Regions from separate parts of the Gossypium arboreum genome. Here region 2 is linked to region 1. The links are chromatin contacts, called in public Hi-C maps. All regions are on one chromosome and are shown on one strand. Each heading gives the region's core, a stretch centred on a gene start, on an enhancer-like site or on the middle of the called end of the contact. The rest is flanking DNA. Distances are from core to core; before and after follow the strand shown.

Region 1 (6,752 bases), core at 1,290-3,789:
GATGTAATTGATCTGTACCGTTGGATTTAGGGAGGCTCAACTATAAATAGAGGCCTCTCCCTTTATTGTAAAGGACTTGAGTTTTGGGAAGCAATAAGAATTCTTGAAGAGCATTCACTCAAATTTCTCTCCCTCTTGCGTTCTTACTCTCTATGGTTTGTTCTTATTTATTCTTCGTCTATTTTAGTTTTTCAACTCTTTTATTTTTAATTTCTTCATTTTTCAAATATGTATATTTTTTCCCTATCTTTTATACATTTGATTATGTATTTTATATATCATAATATTTAACCTTTTATATAGTTTATTTTCAAATATATATTTTCTATGCATGTATATATATTATATAATCATTTCATTATAAATATAAATTATTTTACATATTTGATATTTTATACATTATTTTTCTAAACCAATATATTTTATATTTTTATATAATTATTATTCTTATAAATATATTTTTTATTATATATTATATTTTAAATTTATTATTAAATATCACATTTTTTATATGCTCATTCTATTTATCAATTGTTTATATTATACATATATTTTAAAACTTATGTTTTTATTATTATACAATATTTGTTTTACTTTAGCATTAATGTATTATTGTTATGTTATGTATTTCATATGTTATGTAATATCTTAGACTTTTATAATTTACTTTCAAATGCATATTTTTATATATGTACATTGATATATTGTATTATATGTATCATTTTATTTATTAATCCATTCATGTGTACTTAAATTATTGGATTTTATATTTTATGTAGATTCTATTTATCCATTTGCTATGCATTTCATCTATTTTACTCATACATATTTTACACATTAATATTTACCATGTTTTTTTATTATTTAATGTTTTATTTATGATATATTGTATATAATTAGTGCATTTATTATGTTTTCTTTTTGGTATATTCCTATTTGCTTAGCATGATTATTTTATTATTCTATTTTACCTCTATATAGTGATTGCATTTATATAAAGTGTTATAATACTTTATAATAAACTCTATTTGAATATCTATGTTTCATAATATAGAATTGTCACTCTAAAAAGTCATTTAAAACAATATTTAAAAGTTTTATAAAAATAAAAAGGCAATGCTTAGTATTTGAAAGCTTGAGAAAAGTAGTGCCCTAACTTATTGGGTTGCAACTTTTCTCGTTGAGTTCGAATAGTCAAGTACCCTTCTAAGTTTTTAAGATTTTCAAAATACGAGCAACCTGTCTTGGAATTTCAAAGCGTTGTGTCCTAACTTATTGGATGTGGCGATTTGTCGTTTGAGATAGGGATTTCCAAAAGGTTAACTTAGTGTCAATGTTTTGATACGAGTGAACCCAAATTTTCAAAATCAAAGTATTTTAAAGAGGATTATATCTTAAAATTTTTAAATTTCCGACATTAAAGACATTTGATAATCAATTAGGTACCAATTTTTGGGCGTTAGAGGTGCTAATCCTTCCTCGACGTAACCGACTCCCGAACCCATTCTTTTATTTCGTGGACCAAAACTAATGATTTTAAAACAAAATGTTTTAAAGGTGATCCAATCACACCTAAAAAGATTGGTGGTGACTCCCATTTTCGTTTTTTAAAATCGATTCCCATTTTTCAAAACTCGATTTGAAAATAGTTTCGACAGAAATGAAAAAAAATTATGTTAATAATTCTTTAATAATTTAACAAATGGTGACCAAAATAGAACTAAACAATAATATTAGTGATGAAATTGAAAGTTTTTTGTAGTTTAGTGACAAAAATAAACACACGCCAATTATTGAGACCAAACGATAACATTAATGATGAACTTGATATTTGTGAGTGTCGAGATATCCTATTTGAAAATTAACTTTCTTAAAAACATATATTATATAAATAATAAAATATCTAATAACATAGTCAAAAAATCGAAGTTTTGGTTCCCCTATAGTCGAGGGCCCAGTTTGCCTTTAACGAAGATGATGAGGAAAGTCCTGACGATGTTGTGTATAGCTCAGTTCAAGTTTAGGGTGCTTCTAATAATGTTGATCTTTCTTCTATTGTTCCATCGACTGGGAATCCTTCTTCTATTAGTGTAGCTGCTGATACAGTTACCTCTACTTCAATAAGAGATGAGACTGTAGTAGCCCAAATTTGACCGGGCTGAAAATAGAATAAAAGAATTAAATAAACAAGTACTTATTTATTTAAAATGTCCATTTAAAAGTCCAGTTTACAAGAGCCCAAACACAGGCCCAAATCACTTTCAAACTCAAACTTAAACCTACAGCAGACCTAAAACTCATGAGGGCCCGAGAGGCCCAAAATTTAAAATTTCTAGCTAGGGTTTTCAACCCTAGCTCTTTCTCCATGCGTCTGTCCAGCTCCCGAATTAAGGCTCCTTCAATGCTGTACCAGTGACGTTGCAACTCCTAAAATCGAGGCCACCATTCAATGCACTATCTCAGGGCCTTTCAACGCTCCATCAACGCCTCTCCAGTGACCTTTCAACGCACCATCCCAGCCACCGATCGTTCCACTGCCAACGCCGAGATCTTCGCATTCACAGTAGAAACTGTACTGTGGTTAAGCCATAACCAGTGCACGAACAGATATACAGGCAGATTCGCATCAACAACAATCTTCACAGGATCTTTCGGTACCTACAAGCAAAAAAGGAAACCAGCAGAAAAAGGAAAGAAACAAACAGTAGAGAACAGAAATAAAAATGGAAAGAAATCTTCGATTTCTTTCCTAAAATTGTAAAAATCTGAGGCTATAAAGCCTCTCTTCAACTTGAAAACGATTACGGAGGGACTCACGCTGAAAAAAGAAAAAGATATACAAAGTACATTGATAAAAGGCTTGCATATAGAAACAGAGAAACAAAAAGAGAGATACATAGATTTACACACTCAGAAAGAGGAAAGTTGTATTCATTTGAAAAAGAGAAATAAAAAAGGGGCAGTTTCCTGTTTTTGAGGTAATCGAATTGTTTTGTTTGCTTTATTTTTTTACTCATCTGTTCATCTTCTTGCATGTATATACAGTTTTTTTTAAAAGATAACTAAAGAAATTATAAGAAAAGGGAGGTTACCTGACGATTGGCGAGGGAAAGGAAGAGTTTTTCGAACCTTAGCCACCGTGTGCGGTGGTCCTTCGGATGGCACGTCGGTGTGTAAAGACCACGCGCAGCAGAGCTCAAGGACGAGCAGTGATGGCCCTAGACCGGAGCTCTGAGAGAATTCTAGATTTCTCTCTATTTTTTAGTGTTTGTCAAAATGATAATTTTAAGCTTTGATTTTACTTTTATAACACCGGTAAAACGACGTCGTTTCTAGGATCAAGATCCGCGCGTTGACCCGGTTACCCGGGAAGGATCCGCGTGTTTTTGAGGATTGGGTTAATTACTCAATCGGTCCTTCCACCTTTTTTACGTTTATAATTACGCTTTACTTTATTTATGATTTGACCCTATTATTTTGTTTTAGTTTTAATTTAGTCCCTACAGTAACTGTTTTAAATCCAAGATTAAAACACAGTCATTTTGGGAATAGGGCAATTTTCCCAATGAGTCCCTTTTGTTTCGCGCGTGTTTTAATTAGGACCCTAATTCAGCTTTATTTTTTTAAAAATTCACCCCTGAAATTTTGCTGAACTTTAAATTTAACCGTATATATTTATTCCTATTATTATTATGTATATAAAACTTTTTATATTGTTATTTGTTTTTTTAATCTTATTTTTATATAATTATTTTATTATATATTATTGTTATTATATATCACTTTTTCACAAAATATTATTATTTCACATTCTTATTTATATATTATTATTATATTTTACTTGTATTATATATTATTAATTATTTATATATATACGTATATACTTTCATATTATATATTATAATTATTTTATATTATGTCATTTTATATTATTATGTTTTTTATCTATACATTATTATCATTAAAAATTTTAAATTGTATTATATACTTATTTTTATTCATATGTTAATAATTACTTTACTTATATTCTATTATTATATATTTTGAAGATATATTTCATCATTAATTACTTATTTTGTAACTTATGTTTATATATATTATATAATTATTTTATTATAAATATAAATTCTTTTACATATTTGGTATTTTATACATTATTTTTCTAAACCAATATATTTTTTTATTTTATATATAATTATTATCCTTTTCTAAATTTTTGTTATTATATTATATATTGTATATTAAATACTATTTTTATTATTAAATATCATATTTTATTTTTATTATCTGAATATCTTGTTAAACAATCCCTCACTTTATTTTATATATAATAACTCTTTTATATTTTTATATTGTATATATCATCTGGTATTAAATGTCATTTTAAATTATTACTTGGTATGTTTTGCTTATTTATCTTCAATATATGCTATGTATATCTTTATACGTATGTTATTAAGATTTGCTACATTTATTATTTTTATATGTATGTATCTAATGCATGATCTTTATATTATTGCTATCATATTGTTTAAATTCATGCTTTTACTTACCTATTATGATAATATGCCATCTTGTATGTCATCTCATAATGTTAATATGCTCCTTCATGTATTGTTCTTTTAAAAAAGGACTTCAAAATTTTCAAAAATAAAGAGGCAATACTTGGTGTTTGGAGGCTTCGAGAAAAGTAGTGCCCTAACTTATTGGGTTGCAATTTTTCTCGTTGAGTTCGAATAATCAAGTACCCTTCTAAGTTTTTAAAGGTTTTCAAAATACGAGCAACTGTCTTGGAATTTCAAAGCAATATGTCCTAACTTACTGGATATGGTGTTTTGTTGTTTCGAGATAGAGATTTCCAAAAAGCTAACTTAGTGTCAATACCTTGATACGAGTGAACCCCCAATTTTCAAAATCAAAATATTTTAAAGAGGACTATATCTTAAAATTTTTAAATTTCTGACATTAAAGACACTTGATAATCAATTAGGTACCAATTTTTGGGCGTTATGAGGGTGCTAATCCTTCCTCGTACGTAACCGACTCCCGAACCCGTTCTTTTTATTACGTAGACCAAGACTGATGATTTTAAAATAAAATGTTTTAAAAGGTGATCCAATCACACCTAAAAAGATTGGTGGCGACTCTCGTTTTCATTTTTCTTAAAGTCGATTCCCATTTTTCAAAACTCGATTTAAAAATGGTTTCGACAAACTAAATAACAGAAAATTATTTTAAAATAGAAAATTTTCATTGAAAGGCAATACCTTCGACATCTATTACCAAATGGACGCTATTTCAAAAAAATAACTTTTTTTTAAAGGAATCTAGCACTTGAATGTGCTGATACAGCAATAATTTGAAGCAATTAAGAAACTTGTAGGAAGGGTACAACAAGATGGTTGGAGGCTTGACGTCAAAAGTCAAGAGATATCTCCATAGTGATCTGGTTTGTAATGCCCTAAAATTTTATTTTTTGATTTCTTGTATGTATGACATATAAGTGTGTATTTGTATCAGCGGTTAAGTGTTCTGGGTGTGTGTGACAGGTCCTAAGTTTAAGTCTTAGGGCAAATTTTGGTATTCTTATAAATAAAGCCTTAACCTTGTGCAAAGGGCTTAAGTTTAATTGTTTGTAAGTTTATATCAAAATGGGTCTGCTGGTTTGGTGGTTAAGAGGAGGGTTGGAGGTCTTGTGATCAATTCTCTGTGATGGCATGGAGATAGTATTTTTGCTCTAATTTCGGCTAAGAGTTGTGTTGGACAAAATTCTGAGTAATTGTGTTTTAGTGGGTTAATAGGGAGTGATTTTAGGAGATAATTGGATAGAAGTTATCAGAAAATAATCTGATTATCTTTTTGTTGCAAATATATATATAATAGAGTTTCAGTTTTCTCTCCAATTCCCCAAACTTTTTCTAATGTTTTCTTCTTCTTCTTCTTTACTCTCCTCTATCGATTCTTTCCCCTAGTTGCTACCAAAATTTCCATTATTTTTTCCCCTTCCGTTTCTTTCTTTTTTTTTCCAATTGATTCGGTTGTTAATCGTTGGTTGTGCGTGTTCGGTAAGTAACGCTTTTGTCTATTGTTAAAAGTTCTTGGTTAATCTCTAAAGGGATTCCTTTTTGGTGTTTAAGAGTTACTCAAGGGGCTAGTGGTTTTGAATCGACGTTGTGATTGTGTGAAGTTGTAGTTACTCAAGCGAGGTAAGGGTTTTGTTAAGTTTTTAGTCGAGTTCCTTCCTAATTGGTTGATTAAAAACGAATTAAGTGATTAATTTGGAGTTATGTTGGTCAATTTTTAGGTTCTGAAGGCTTAGGAGTGCTTAGCATCAGAAACGATACTAGGTGTGTACCCGAAACATAGAAAACAGGATTCGATGAAAAGCCAAAATTGCATGCTGTCGAGAAATAAGAGAAAATGATGCGAAAAAAATTGTAGAGAAAGGAAATAAGGGTGTTATAAACTTGGAAATCAACATTTTGCACTAAAATAATTTTGGATAGAAGCAGTAAACTAACTTTGAAAAATCATCAAAAATAGTGGAAATTGAGCTAGAGGTTGAATAAAATATAAAATTAAAGTTTATTGAGTCTAGTTTTTCATGGAAGAAACATTGTAAGAAATGAGATTTTAAATTATGAGATATAATAAATTTTGTGAGACAAGGCAGAATGATTTTGGGTTCCCTTGTTCTGACTTTGGAAAATCATCAAAAATTGTAAAAAAAAATTATATGTTTAAATCCTTAA
Region 2 (6,575 bases), core at 2,991-5,490, 220 kb before region 1:
TTCCAACGATGATAACCACTGTTCTTTTTGCAAAGAAAGCAAGGAGTCCATTGAACACCTTTCCCTTGAATGTAGTTTCGCTCGGGTTGTCTAGTTTGGTTCTTTTCTTTTCCTCCGGTCTGACTTTCTTCGTATTTCTTCTTTGCCATCATGGTTTCATTAGTGGCTCAACTCAAACAACATTCACTCTCTTAATTCAAGGATATTTTAAACTTGTATGGCTTACACCCTATACATAATTTGAAATTTAATAAATGAACTCATCTTCAAAATGGCTGATCCTTCTACAATAAGAGTAATCATAAGGATCCAAAATCTCCATAATTCTATAATGAATGCCTTCCCCTTTGAAAATTTGCAAAGGCATCAGTCAAGAATTCGAAGATCGGATCCTTTTGAAAATCCCCTTTCCAAACGGACTCTCTCTTCGCATTGTCCATTGCAGAGGAGTGAAAAAAAAAAAAAAACACGAAAAAGCCAAAATGAACCAAACCCAGAAAACCAAAAAATTTAGTTTATTCAGTTTTTAGGTTTAATTAGTTTGTACGGTACATTTTAAACTGAATAAATATATTAAGGCCATAAGGCCATAAGCCCATAACCTATTACATATTCAAACCCAAGTTTAAACCTTAAGCCCAAATATCCATTAAAACTTAATGCTTGTATAAGCTCAATTTCATTAATATTTAAAACCCAATTGATAACTTAAAATTTTTATGATATTCATTTTAATTTTTATCATTTAATATATAAAAACCAAAATTTATATATACAAGTTAAGAATAGTAGAAGACATGAAATTGCATGTTGGTCATGTGAGAAATAAAATATTTCTTCAGTTCATTAAAATTATTTGATTTAATTTTTAATATTTTTATAATGAATTTGAAATAAAAATAAAATTAAAAATAATACGATATACTAGATTGAAGAAAAAGACAATTATGTGAAAAAATTAAAGGAAATAAAATTATAACTACTTCAATTAGAATTTTATCCATCCAAAAACTGAAAATGGAACTGAATCAAACTGATAATTTTTTGTTCGATTCATTTAATTTTACTTCCTAAATCGATTTGGTTTATTCGGTTTACATGTATAATTTGATTTATTTAATTTTTGAGATAAAAAATTTTAACTGACCGAATGCAGACCCTAATCTATTGCAGGTGATAGCATGGCTAACAGATTTTCCATTATTCAAGACCATAAATTCTCATAGTTTCTATCCACTCAAAGCTACAAAATTGCTTGCAAAAACCAGGTCGGACTTCTCACTCTCCATTCTATCCTTATTTCACTAAATATCATAATATTTCTGTCTATAGGCTTCTCGGAGGTGACAAAAAATGGTCGAATATCATACGTGGGCATACAAAAGTAGAAAGGAAGCTCCAAGCAGCGTTTGGTGACATCAAGGATCTCCTCCAATTCGTCCCATACAAGATGAGCCAATGGACAACAACCATTTATCCTGAAAACCGAACGATGGGCTACAGCCTACACCTACATGTGCTTCAAAGGCGTTTGTTGGTTTTTATGATCTTAACCCTTATTGTTTTATACAAAAAAAGGTAATTTTAATTTTTAATTTTTAAATTTTAAATTTACTTTAATTAAAAATAATTAGTTTTGAAGATAAAAAGGTGAAGATTAAAAAAAAAATTTTTGGTTATTTAATCTCAGGTCCTTGGAGCATTATTTAAAATAAAAATTATTGACAAAAACTAACACATATCAATAATTAACATTGCTAGTTAAATGTACCGCATTGATAAATGACAATAAAGTTTGGTACCAAAATTATTTTTTTGAAAGTTTAGGTACCACATTAGAAGAGTTGACAAAGCCCAAATACCAAATATGATATTATCCAATAAAAACTAATAGTAAAAGTACCATAGAGGTCCTTGTAATGGGAGTTTGATTACATTTTGATCCATTTATTCAAAAAATGGCAAACTAATCTCTATATGTTAGGTTAAAGCCTAAACCGATTCTTTTTGTTAAAAATTTCATCCATTTCTATTCTTAAAAATTGATGTAGCTGACGGAATATCAGAAAGTTACATTTGACGTGCCACGTGTACTTCATGTTGATATACATGAATTGATTTCTAACAGTTGAAATTGATAAAATTTTTAATAGAATGACCAACTTGGACTTTGATCTAATGTGCAAGGTTAATTTACCCAGTTTTTCGTAAAAATGATAAAATGCAATCTGATTCCTAATATAAAGGCATCCGTGATAAATTACCAATAACTAACATATAATGGAAATTGCTCCACAAATTTTGAACTTTATTATTTTAACCAAATTCCCATTATTTTACAATTTTTTTCAAAAACAATATTTGTTTTTCACTCACGCGTCATAATCTATTTATTTATATTATTAATAAAATATTTACTTAGTTAATGTTACAAGTTAATCATGTACCAATTCGCTTAAAAATGACTAATATACTATTTTATTAAATGACTACTATTACTATTTTGATGACCTTTTATCATTTCATATATTTATATAGTTTTTAAATAAAAATTAAAACTAACCTGTTTAAGAATTGAATATGTGTTTAATAGATTTATATATAAATTATTTATCACTACACTAATAATAATTCTAAAATAAATTTAAAAAATATTAAATTTTAACATAAAATGTTTTCTCTCATCAAGTTTTGGTCACATGGACATACGTGTGTATAAATAATGTCACCAATTGTATTAGTATCATAAGCCAACCTCATATTTAATTATTTAAAAATAAAATTTAAATATTGAATTTTCTTTTCACTAACTTGTTAACTTTTTAACATCTTATAGAAAAATAACAATATCATGATAAACAATTAGAGTGCATTTAATATTCTTAATATGATATATTTACCTCTTTGAAATATCTTTTATTTATAAGTTAGTTTATTTATTTATTTTAATTTCGACGTATTGCATAATCAACTCGACACTAATTCATAATTGATGATAATAAAATGTACAATTGTAACGTATTTAATATTATTTATCAGATGTGTTTATATGATTAATTTTTATATAATATTAAGGGTAGAGGATGAGGTAGTACAGTTCCATCTTTTTTAAATAAATATCTACCTTTTAAGGGTGAGATTAAATAAATTAAATAATAATCATCATAAAAAAAAGGATGATGTAACAAGTTATGAAATGTAACGAAGCAGGACTGACGTCAGCACTAACCAGCCAGAAGTTGAACAAGGCTCGAACAAAATCTAAGGGTTACAACGGTAATTTCAGTTATTACAAGTGTCGGTTACCTGCTTTTGTTTGGCCAAATTTCATGCGAAAGTCCCTGTACTATGCGCATCTTAGCAGATTTAGTCTCATTATTATAATTTGATCCTTTTTAATTATTTTATTTTTTGAAATATGTATTTTCAATCTTGAGGTTAATTTTTTCCTTAATTATGTTAGATAAATTGATATGTTTTTTAAACATGTGATGACGTAATACATATACTTAGCAATTTTATATAGTTGAACAAATTTTTGCACATTTAAAAAAATATAATAACTGTCAATTTATACGAAAAAAAGTTTGTCTGATGGCGCATCACATCATGATATATTTAAGAAAAAATTGATCCAATGTCAAATTACTTGAAGGAATTCAGACAAAAACCTAGATTTTGAACAACAAAACATTTAGAAATGATAAAATTATAGTAGAAAGATTAATATATAAAATAATACATAAATCAGGGACCATTAATGGGAATTTACCTTTTTGTTTTTAAATGTCCGAACCACTGTTCCGAAAATGTTTACCAATTTTTGCAGGTGCGCTTTATTTGGCGGGTACGAAATAAATAATAAATAATATATAAATAAAATAATCAAACAAGGCTAAAATTAAAAAAAGAAAAACTCCGAAAATCAAACCGTACGGTATTTTTGAGAGAGCCAAAGAAACAAAGCTCCCACATAGTGAAAAGGAATCTCTTTTCTATCTTCTTCTTCTTCTTCTTAGCAAATTTCAGCTCTCGATTGAGCTCTTTTCGATCTTTCTAGAACATTCCATTTATCTCCGTGGAGCCTTCCATTTTCTTTTTTTGTTTGATTTTTTTTTCCGGCGAAGTCGGTAAGGTTATTATTGTTCTACGGACCCCCCTCGCCCCCACCCACACAATCAAATCCTGTTTCGATGGAGTTGTACGGTCGTAACCCGACTCGTAATGGGTCTCAATCCGGTTATCAACCCGAATGGAGCCCCGCTGGGCCCGAAACTGGACTGGAAGGTATTTTTTTTCGTTCATTTCAATGTGTATGGATTTTTTCTTTTCCTTTTTCTACTCGCATTGTGACGACGTTTCTCTGGTAAACCTTGTTTTAGGGTTTTTTTTTATTAATAATGCGGAGAGCGAATTAGGGTTTTATTCGTGTTTCTTTGTTGTGGTACAGAATCGATGTGGCAATTGTCGGTGAGGGGCGTCGAATCGTACCCGGAACGGCTCGGGGTGACTGATTGCGTTTACTACATGCGAACGGGGTTTTGTGGTTACGGTAATAGCTGCCGTTACAATCATCCCCGCAACCGTGCCGCGGTAAAATTTTCAATCATTAGTTTATTTAGTTTTGTATGCAATGTTTGATTCAGCATTGAAATGTTATTGATTAATTTGTCTGAGAATTTTACTGTGTAACTGAGTGAACTTAGTATTAAGAACAATGGAAGTGAACAATGCGGTTTAATCATGGTACATTTTGATAATAATAGTGCATAACTGAAGCAACCTTCCCTGCTATGATCTATGTATACCGCAATATCGAAAGAAAACTCTTATATGGTAGTTATTATTGTCATGCCCAAATTGGTTGTAATCTTTTGTCGAGGAAACCTGTAAAATTAAAATGGTCGGCGTGTGCTTGGTGCTCTGGCATGTACCATGGAGCTCAAATCGGTCATTACTCCATAATTTGAGGGAGCATCTACATAAAAGAAGAGGAAAATGTAGAGAGTCACCCTTGCTTGCCTTTATGGAGGCTATCACCTTATACAGAAGGCATATAAGTAGCAGGTAGTTACTAAAATATCCTTAGAGTCCTTATGGGTATAACAATCATTACTGATTATGTTTTCCTGATAATTTCATTCATATAATATATATTTGTTGCTTATCATGTGAAGGGGCTTTTATGCAAATGCCTTTTTTAATGCATTGTTTCCCTTTAAATAGAAACAGGAAACTACAATTTAGAAGTTATGCTTGACATCCTCTGTTCCGAGTTTAAATGATTCGAGTGACTTGCAACTTAAGTCTGTTTCTTTACCGACTTCCCTAACATTGGTCATTCTGTTGGCTCATGTCTTACACTCTATTTCATACCAAACTATCAGATGCCAAGCAAGTTGGTAGATGTTATTTCAGTATATTTTGAGCAAAAGATTTCTTTTTTTATTATGTGGTAAGAGAATCAAGTGAAGTATACCTTGGAATTGTTTTTCTTGGACCTACCTCAAATTAACAGTTGAAACTCAGGTGTTCTTTATTTATTGCAAAGGAAATAGAATAACATGATTCAAATAAGTTATTTGCTACCTTCATTTATAGTTAAAAATGAATTGAGGATAGTCCTTGATAGAATTGGGCTATGTAAGAGAATTTACTTCGGTCATCTGGCCTGTTGTTTTAAACTGAGGCAGGAATTATCTCGTTTTCAGCTTTAAGGTTTTTTCAAGAGTTGAATCCCTTATTTTTATTTGGTTCTGATGCCATTTAGGTTGAGGCTGCAGTAAGAGCAACAGGGGAGTACCCTGAACGACCAGGGGAACCTGTATGTCAGGTAGAAGAGTAAATTAGTTTTTGAAAAATGCAAAATTGTTTTTCTGTGAGTCAACTCTGCTAATTAAAGCTGCAAAGACCTCTCTTTTTAACTTGTTTCTTTTCCTTTTTCTCTTTTTGCACGTGCAGTTTTATTTAAAAACCGGAACCTGTAAATTTGGTGCATCCTGTAAGTTCCATCATCCAAAAGATGGAGGTGGATCCTTTAGCCATGTTTCATTGAACATGCATGGATACCCATTACGACCGGTTTGTATAGTCTCTTTTCTTGCTTTTTCCTCAGTTCTTATTCATATGTTTTTAGGATTCTTAAAACAACTAGGCATCAATTTGATGCACGTCCATTATCAGGGTGAGAAAGAATGCTCCTACTATTTGAAAACGGGGCAGTGCAAATTTGGTATTACTTGTAAATTCCATCATCCTCAACCATCTGGAACATCAATGTCAGCATCTGCACCTCAATTTTATCAGCCGGTGCAGTATGGGGGGGCATCTACCAATGTGAGAGTGGCAAGGCCTCCACCTTTACCTGGTTCATACGTTCAAGGGGGGGCTTATGGTCCTGTACTGTTTTCCCCAGGAGTGGTTCCTATTCCGGGTTGGAGTCACTACTTGGTAGGGTGATCAGCAAGTTGCATTAAAAGATATATCAAGACTATATGCGATTCCTGAATGTTTTTTGGCTTACTTGGTGCAGGCACCTGTAAGCCCAGTGCTTTCTCCTGGTGCACAACCTGCTG

What was found. A called contact is a pair of places that touch in the nucleus more often than the background predicts.
Region 2: a contact with region 1 is called in a Hi-C map of leaf, with 2.9 times the contacts expected there. The contact joins two enhancer-like sites. A contact is called at or near these places in 2 of 5 Hi-C or Micro-C datasets (both in leaf).

Annotation. Positions count from the first base shown.
Region 1 is chr8:135,692,253-135,699,004 of ASM2569848v2, reverse strand. No RefSeq gene overlaps it. Among protein-coding and RNA genes, the nearest start is that of LOC128296540, 8.1 kb to the right of the region's middle. Within about 2 kb of position 2,539, at least 2 of the 2 cell types and tissues checked have an H3K27ac peak or open chromatin away from gene starts, as enhancers often do. A contact at or near this core is called in leaf, where this site is marked.
Region 2 is chr8:135,915,431-135,922,005 of ASM2569848v2, reverse strand. It overlaps the pseudogene LOC108467757. Among protein-coding and RNA genes, the nearest start is that of LOC128296667, 24 kb to the left of the region's middle. Within about 2 kb of position 4,240, at least 2 of the 2 cell types and tissues checked have an H3K27ac peak or open chromatin away from gene starts, as enhancers often do. A contact at or near this core is called in leaf, where this site is marked.